Linked DNA regions of Bombyx mori: region 1 is linked to region 2. The links are chromatin contacts, called in public Hi-C maps. All regions are on one chromosome and are shown on one strand. Each heading gives the region's core, a stretch centred on a gene start, on an enhancer-like site or on the middle of the called end of the contact. The rest is flanking DNA. Distances are from core to core; before and after follow the strand shown.

Evidence for each region. A called contact is a pair of places that touch in the nucleus more often than the background predicts.
Region 1: a contact with region 2 is called in a Hi-C map of whole pupa, with 1.8 times the contacts expected there. The contact joins two enhancer-like sites. A contact is called at or near these places in 3 of 7 Hi-C or Micro-C datasets (an unstated tissue and whole pupa).

The regions. Positions count from the first base shown.
Region 1 is chr5:7,743,649-7,748,616 of ASM3026992v2, forward strand. All of the region lies in intron 1 of LOC692876 (erythrocyte carbonic anhydrase), which reads left to right. Among protein-coding and RNA genes, the nearest start is that of LOC134198907, 4.7 kb to the left of the region's middle. Within about 2 kb of position 3,528, at least 2 of the 8 cell types and tissues checked have open chromatin away from gene starts, as enhancers often do.
Region 2 is chr5:7,708,430-7,713,009 of ASM3026992v2, forward strand. It overlaps LOC101736461 (A disintegrin and metalloproteinase with thrombospondin motifs adt-2), which reads left to right. Exons shown (of 13, transcript XM_012695730.4): 13 at 608-1,911. The coding sequence ends at 859. Among protein-coding and RNA genes, the nearest start is that of LOC110386270, 7.3 kb to the left of the region's middle. Within about 2 kb of position 2,037, at least 6 of the 8 cell types and tissues checked have open chromatin away from gene starts, as enhancers often do.

The DNA.
Region 1 (4,968 bases), core at 2,278-4,777, 37 kb after region 2:
CAAATTACAGGCCCATATCAGTTTTATCAACCTTATCTAAGATCTTTGAGAAATTATTAAATAAGAGACTGCTAAATTACCTGAAAACGTATAACATAATTGCCCAAAACCAATACGGTTTTAGATCTGGTAGAGGCACTGAAGACGCAGCACTGGAACTAACCTCCACTATATTAGAACACCTAAACAACAAAGCTAAAACGCTCGCCATTTTCCTCGATCTATCAAAGGCGTTTGACACTGTATCTGTACCTATATTGCTGAGTAAACTGGAAGTCATTGGTATCAGGGGACACTCACTCAAAATATTTCAAAGCTATCTGTCTAACCGCTCACAAATAGTCACCATTGATAATACCACCAGTGAAGAAGCGTCTGTCACTTACGGTGTCCCGCAAGGCAGTGTCCTTGGGCCTACCCTATTTCTTCTGTACATAAACGAGCTTTGCTTGTTAAAAATTAAAAATACAAATATCGTTACATACGCTGATGACACAGCTGTAGTTGTTCATGGTGATAACTGGATAGAGACGCGTTTATGTGCAGAGGAAGCGCTGGCGACAGTATCTGATTGGCTTAAAACTAACTTGTTGACCCTTAATATGGAAAAAACTAGATTTGTTACCTTCTCTCCGAGGAATGTATCGCAGCCACCGCTTTCCTTTTCCTTGACTGTTCATCAATGCCATTCAGAAACGAACACACATGATCTTTGTCCAAAAATTTCACGAACTAATGCTGTAAAATATCTTGGTCTAAAAATTGACGGCACCCTATCTTGGCAAGAGCATATAAATGATTTGGTTGGAAAAGTACGAAAGCTTATCTTTGTCTTTCGGAAGCTAAGAACATCAAGCGATCTCCACATACTGAAAATGGTTTATTATGCTTTGGCACACTCTGTCATAACCTATTGCATTGTCGTTTGGGGAGGCTGTAGGAAAGGATTATTACTTAGATTGGAAAGAGCACAGAGAGCCGTGCTTAAAGTAATATCTAAAAAACCAATAAGGTTTCCAACGGAGGAATTGTATGATATCTGCAAAGTGCCTCGAGTTAGACAATCTTTTATTAGGAGCACATTGTTACGTAAACATTTGGAACTCGTTTTTGACCCTAATATCTGTTCGCAAACTCGTCGTCAGGGCAGAGTGTGCAAAATCTATGTAGCAAATTATAATGTAGTCAGGTCTCACTATAGGTATTTAAGCTCTATTCTGTACAACAAGATAAATAAATTACTAAATATTTACCCACTTATTTCTAAAGAAGTTAAAATTATCATTGATAGATGGCTTTTCTCCCTTACATACGAAGATATGGAAGAATTACTGGAGTAGATTACACATTTTGGTAATGAGCAATTTATATATTAGGTATTAACACGCATCTACACATACACTCAGACATACACCCACACACACACACACACACGCACGCACACACACACACACACACGCACACACACACACACACACACACACACACACACACACACACATACACTAATTGTACTTCTAGATTTTGAAATAATATTGTATTGATTTGATAATTGTATTTAAAATTAATTATTATAATGTGTTTATGAAATATTTAAATTTATATGTTATTGTTCGTTGTGTGTAGGGGTTGGCGTTGTTATCTGCAACACAGTCTATGACTACAGCAGATAACATCGTTTCAATATTTGTTATTATGATTAAAATTGTATGTTTTTGTAATAAATAAATAAATAAATAAAAATAAATAAATAAACTGAGTGAAGACCGTCGCTGACCTTGAGAACTGAGATCAACTTCTCAATTATATTGAACTAAGAAGTTACCTACCCTTCAAATGAGAAAAAACGATTGCTTCGCGATGAAGGTTAATCGATTTAATTTAATACATAATAACCATGTAATTCGTAGAGTCACTCGATATTATATTATTATTCTGAAACGGTTATGTGTGTTGGTCATTGTTTAATAAATCTATCAGTTCCAAATTACCTTAATAGCTAAGAAGAAAAACTATTTTAGATTATTACAAGGATAATAAAGTCTGCATTGTTGATAACCTACCTGAACATGAACTTTGAGCGAATTTCTACAACACGATCATGATAGAATAATAATCGTTTTGTTATTTAAATATTTTCTCCCGTGCTACGAATATTGAAAATGCCAATGCAATTAAATTAAAAAAGTTAGTGTTTACAAATAAACCCGGACCTCGTGACTGATGGCTAGACCAGCGAGGTGATTGATAAAAACTATAGAAAAATTTAAATTTACGTAGTAAGTGAATCGTTTTGATTTGTGTTTCGATTGAGTTTTACCAAAACGACCTTGTTTCTGTCGGTCCACTGCGGAAACAAAGGTCAGTGTGAAATTGTCGAACAATACTTGATAATAATTAACAACAATCAGGAAATACAAAAAATCACATAATCAAATAACTGCAAAAATTTTGATCGAAGGCATTGTGTGAGATACCTTGTGAAACGACAGGAAATGACAGTGTGCTTTAACACCAAAAATATAATTTTCAAATTATCCTTCATTATTAACTCTAATTATAGTATTACATTCCAATTTTCTTATTTATCTTATTTATCTAATTATTATGAAAACTATGGAATGCTATTGGTACGGATGGGATGGAGGATGACAGCGGTGGAAATGCCTACCGGAACTCATGGGAACCTCACAACTTAAATGCCGTCATCTGTCTTGGAGCATATGGCGAAATCTCAATTATATTCTATTAATGGTTATCCTTACGTGGGCGCCATGAAACCGGAACAATAGATAAATTGTGATACATTCTTGTGCAGCAATTAGGCACAAAACGCCAGTGTGCTTAGTGCGAGTTTTTTAACGTTCTCGATAACGTAAAAGTTTACTCAAATTTGTATGTAGTTGGAACAGCGGGCCTAGCGGCAAACGTAGACGAACGTTAAAACGTTAAAAACTCCCACTAAGCACACTGAGCACTAATACTAGAAATTTAAAGACAAAGGTATGAAATATACCTTAACACCTTCTGGTCCTTTTGTATCAACATCCCATCATCCATCCATTACCCTCTAATCTTATCCTAAATTTTCACCTTCACCTTCATCCGCACCATTTGTTTTGTAATAGTCTTTAAAGATAAGAGCCTAAAGATACCTTAGTCTAGTCCGTTATTGTTCTTGTCAGGCCGCCACGCTGAGAGCATATATCGTTCCTACTAATTCCATGCAGTGTATGTATATAGCGTTAACATCCTAGTTTATTTTACGTTAGTTCTCTTCGGTGCTGAAATGTCCAGTGATGGCCAGAGGCAAATTTTCGAGTAGAAACCAAACTGAAGTGAAATTCTACGGTGCTGGCAGTATGTTTAGTACCATTACCCTTAGTTACTGTTTTACCTTATTGTTTTCTGTTAATGTCTTAAATAATTCAGTTTTTATTGAGATGAACCGTAGTAACGCGAAGGCGACAGAGTGAGATGGTTTGTTTTATCCGGACGACGGCGCCACGACGTAAATCTGTGGCGATAAGCAAGGCCGAGGTCGTCATCGGCCACTCAAACCGTAGCCGACAATAGCAACCAAGAACGTGGATTATCATTAACAATGTGACATCCATTCGACCGAAATATTGATAGTTCCTTCTTTTACAGTATATATAGGATTTCGACGTCTCTACAAAAAACAATAATACGCGAGTCGTAGTCACAGATAATTGAGGCCGTCAGCGCAAAAGTGGCCTAAGTTTACCATAGTTAGTATGGAGGCAATTAGGTTGGAATTTTCATGAATTTGAAGCAAAAAAAACAATAGGCGCAAAAATAATGTTTAAAAAGCTATCTGTTATCTATGGGTGGTACTAGGGGATAGGCCGGTTTTGCATAAAAAATTATTATACTTTAAATAAATTCCAATATACGTAATATAAGCTTGACTATAAAAAAATTGTGGGTTAGGCCACTTTTGCGTTGATGGCCTCAATTTATCCATATACTTTGGTATTTATTTTGATAATTGCTTGAAAATACTTCAATTTAAATTTGTTTCAGTTATACATTTTTTTTTAAAAGGCGTTTTATAAGCAGACAGAAAAATTAAATTAAATAATGAGTTGAAGGTAATTGACATTTCTGCTACAAAAAAATATTGTTAAGCATGTGTCATGTAGGAAACTATTTTATAAGCGAACTCGTCAATTGAATGAATTGCTAGTGATGGCGAATCGAATTACAATCGTGCCACAATAATATGGAACCGATAATATTATTTTTGGCGCTCGATGTTGACGATACGCATCCGGTGTCGCAGATCAATTGCTAGAATTGCGCGATCTTATTTTTATAGACATCAATTAAGATGAATCGCTTTCAGATGGTAAATAATAGTTTCCCGATGGTATCGTAATGAGTTCTAATATTTTTCATTTATTTTTAGCGAATACAAAACTGCTTTATTCGTCTCGTATTTTATTAACCAACTGAAATGTGTATTTGTCGATAAAATTAATGTAGGTAATAAATTCCCAATTTTTTAAAGATGATCAAATAGCTTTCAAAACGAAGGTGAATTTTACAATACAAACTCAACGACAGTATACAAATTTGAAGTTGAAATTAACCACGTCAACACGTTCCAACGAACAAAACAAACACGTGCACAATATGTTGCTTGCTTCAAATCAGTGACATCTTCAAATAGGCGGAGCCTACAGCTTAGATTTTTAAGCGTTATGAAAACACACGCTTATCGTGGAGTTAAAAATAACAAAAGATGATGACATTAGATACTCATCAGAGGGTTGACAAGTATGATGAGACAAAGCCGTAGCCATTCACAAAAAAAAACATTTATGTCGTAACCTTTGTTTACTTCTGTCAGTATTCTTTATCTCGCCATTTCAAAAAAAAACGGCCCATATTTATTTCTGAACATATCTCTCGCTTATTTAATGCCTATTTTCTTTTCGATAA
Region 2 (4,580 bases), core at 787-3,286:
AGAAGTTTTAATTATGAATTTATTTGCTTTCTAATTTCATGCTAGAAGAAAGTACACCATTTTATAAATTTAAATGAGATCAACATTTAAGAGTGTTTCAGAACTTTAATAGTCTGTCATCTATTTTTTCAAATGGATCTATTGCTTTTCAATATATTCATCAAAAAACTGTATGCATACATAAACACGAAATCTGTGCTTAATTGAATGTACTAAAGCTTATGAGAATATAAAAACACTCAATTCGTAAACAACAAAACCTAAAATAAGATGCAATAACTATCTATACTAATATATAAATGTACAGTGGTTTTTACGGATGTTCCATTATAACTACGGAACCATGCATACGATTGACTTGAAACTTGGTACCCATGTAGAAAACACATATACTTAATGGATAGGCTAATATTTATAGGAGTGTTGGGACTCCCTACACCAGTTGCGGGGGCGTTAATGATGATAATTTTTGTGGGGGTGAGAAATAATAATGTTAATTTTAAATGCCCAGCGAAGCGGACGGGTCTAGCTAGTACCTAATAACTACCTATATAGTAAAATGATGTCTCACATTCAAATCATGTAACATTATTGTGTATGTTTACAGAATTTCAAGATGTCAACGCAATACCACATTTGGGAGTTGCCATCTCAGGACATTGGCGGGTCGTTTAACGCTCGTGCTTTGACCACTCCTGATGATGAAGCCGCCGAGGCGGCTGTACGAGAATATTTATCTTTAGACAGCCATGGAGTGCCTCTTACGAGAGGCGCATTCCCTCCAAGTTTACCCGATGAACCTGAAGACAACTGGGAGGTAGTCGACTACGTGGAAATTCATAGAAATGACCCCTCTTAATTGAAGTCAAGACGTAGACAAACTAGTCCTTCGGCCAAAATGACTACGCCTATGACTGTGTTACAGTATGAAATCAAGTTGCGGTTAGGCTTAGATGTGTCACTAATGTTTCAAAGATTAACATTAAAAACGTAACTAACTTACTATATTAGATCGATTCTTATGTCAACAGTTGAAAATACAATTCAATTTTGACTTAGAGACGATAGGTTGATAGAAAATATAGTACTCCGATACTTTGGTATGTGTGGATAACTAACGACTGCCAACTGCCAACAGAACATTGGCCAGTGTAACTGCGCCGGAGAACAACTAGGGAAGTTGTCGATTACGTCGATACAAACGTCAAACGGGAAAAAGGAAGTCATTTGACGTCATTGACCTCTTCATAGTATAAACATATTGCAGTTGATTCAACTAAAGCATATGCTAAGATTAACAGAAATATCGCTAAAAGACTGATATTTACAAAATTGTCAGAGTCTGACAACTCGAGAATTTCGTAGTAAATAACTAAATTATGTAGGTCTGTTTCAGTGTAGTTTGATAATAACAATGGCTAAGGCATCGCCAATAAATTTTGGACCCAGTTCGCACAACTTTAGTCTAATTTAAATTAATTCAATTTAATTTAGTTTAATCCAATCCATTTTAATTAATCCAATTTAACTTAATTTGGTAGTTTGTAAACAGCATCATCTTGCCAAAATATTTTTGTAGTTTATGTGGTTAGTCGGTATAGTCATTATACCTTCGTCTTCAAGGAATATAATTTACTAATTAATGCATTTTAATCTGAATAATTAACTTAAAGTATTATAGATTATAATTTTCTTGCTAATTTCCAGTTATAAAATTGGTTCTCAACTTAGTTACCGAATTCTAAAGAAGATGGAAACGTACTAGTCGATTTATTATTATTTTATCTTACAAGTATTCAATTATTGTATTTAAATTGTGACTAAATTAAATTTAAAACATGTAAAACAACTTTAGGTGTAATAATTTAATTTAAGTTTATAGTGAATAAAGAATAAAACATTTCAATAATACCAATGAGTTTTTTTTATGTTTTGTCAAAAAGTACATTAGTATTCTTTGGCTATAGATAGTGATTGATATCAGGGTATAAATAATATGAATTTATGAACAAGACGTTATGTAATGACTAGTTAGAAGCGAGACGTTGATTGAGATGTATCGCGCGGCGCGTAATACGTGATAAGGTTGTTATCATGCTTGTTTTAATGTTGTAGGAAATCTAGATTTTGGGGCAGTTTGTACTATTTTAATAAATAATTCGTCTAATTATTATAAGATAAGAATATTTGTGTTTCGTGTTTTTTAGAGATCAGGCTTCGCTTATCAGACTAAATTTAAAGTCTGTACGTACTGTTGTTGTTGGCACTTCGTCAGTCACACTTCGCATGAACGTTTCGTAGGCTGCGGCTTGGCCAGTCACCCTGGCATTGCTGATATTCATAAATCCACTCACCATCAGGTGGCCCGTATGATATATCTATGCTACGTATGCTATACCTATACCTATATCTACAATGGCTATAACAAAAACCTTTCTAACATTTAGTACACCAAACTTACGAATGGTAGAGCGTTAGTCGTTACAGTAAACGGATGAGTTTCATGCATTTATCATAGCGATGGTGCGGCTGGGTTTTACTTGACCACCAAACAAATTTTTAATTAAAATATCACACTCATCCAAACATATCAACAAACAACAAGCAAGTTTTTCAAGTAACTTAAAGCACTTGGTAAAAATAGAGAGTTCATTAGAGCCTAAATTTGTACTTTGTTTCAAGATCGTAATTCTGGTTTTTTGTTGTTAAATTGCCATTAATTAATGTACAAAAATTCACATAAATAAAAAAAAAACTCTATTTTGAATACACGACTAGTTTTGCCTGAAAATATTTAAATTAATTATACTTAGTCAATTTAGAGTACCTATGTAATAACGAGTTAGGAAAGAAAGCAAGCAAAATCAATCGACGAATAACTATAATAATATAATAATAACGGCTTGTGAAGAGTATTAAGCGGTAGGCAGCGGCTTGGCTTTGCCCCTGGCTGAAGTCCATGGGCGACGGTAACCACTCACCATCAGGTGGGCCGTATGCTCGTCTGCCTACAAGGGCAATAAAAAAAAACTAAATCTTGATAAAACGAAACGGTTTTAATTCTGAATTGCATATTTTTTCACAAGCTTGAACTGCGCCTTATCGGAGCTCAACGATTGTAATTTGCAAATCGTACAATACTACAATAGAAAAATAAATTAAAAACTTGGCTTTTGTACAGGTCCAGGTAAGGCGTCACTGTTGACAGGTAGATTTACACACAATGTACGTGCGCCGTGCTAAAGTTCAATAAATTATGCGCGCTCGGAACACCGCCATTAATATTAAAAAGAATAAATGGCTGTGGTCGCTAATAACTTAAGACGCGTACTTAGTATTTGTATTTGTAAGTTAGCACTGAAAATAGTATCTGAACAATTTCTTCAATCCGCCTGTCCTTTCAGCTGACTATGACCGGGCTAGATGGGATAAAATCGCCATGCTGTCGGGTCGGTTTTTGTCGAACCCGTCGCTTGCCACGAAGGGCTCGGCGAGTAAATTAACCCACAGCCACAGCCCACTGAGTTTCTCGCCGGATCTTCTCGGTGGATCATGTCTCCGATCCGGTGGTAGATTCTGCGAAGCACTACTCTCACTAGGGTTAGTGTTTGCAACGTCGTCAGGTTTGAGCCCCGAGAGCTCACCTACTAATTCGATGAATCTAGAATAGCCTCTCGAGGTAACTAGAATAGGTAAGAAAAAAAAAAGTAAACCGAGATAAACAAAACAAAATTATATTTTCATTATGCAGTCGAAGTTAATTAAATATTTATTATTAACGATGAGTGAAAAACTAGTGGTCAGATTTTGGTAAAATTTAAATAGGACCACTTGCGAAGATCTTTCAAATAAAGAACTTTCAAAATCAGTTCACAGAGAATAACGCAGATAAAACGAAACAATCGAATTGAGAACCTCCTCCTTTTTTTAGGTTGGTTACTTATTAAATAATGACCTCATCTACCTACCCGCATTACCGCGATAAAGTACAGTTGTGTTTTAATGTAGCTCCAAATATTAATTCAAATTCTGTTCCTAAAGTGTCTGAGCTCATCAATTATGCACATATTATAGTTAATTTGCTGTGTAGTGATACAAATACAGTGTATATATGACATCGAGTGCTGGGAATAACATCTATAAAAGGAAATTATTTGAGTGATTTTAAACAATTGGCAAAATTGAGGAATCTATCTACCCTCACCTTACTTAACGAGGGCCTTTCTTAGTGTGCTAATTTTAATGTGCTAATGATAAATTTGCCTGTTTTTGTTGTATGAGGGCCATTATTAGTGTGCAGGGGCTATTACTTCTGAGACAATATTTAAGAGAGAAAAAGAAGTGGGAGCTGTAATCATTTTTTAGGTTGAATTTACTGAGCACTCAGGATGGTTCACTGCTCGGAGTGTAAACTGAACATTTTAGTCACCCAGAGGCGAATCAAATGCACTAATCCGGACTGCCAACACAATTACCATCAGGACTGTGTCAAGTACAATGATACTACCACCGCTCGCTCTAAATGGATTTGCCCCGATTGTACAATACCGCGCCCAAAAAGTGGAAATACACCTCTTTCC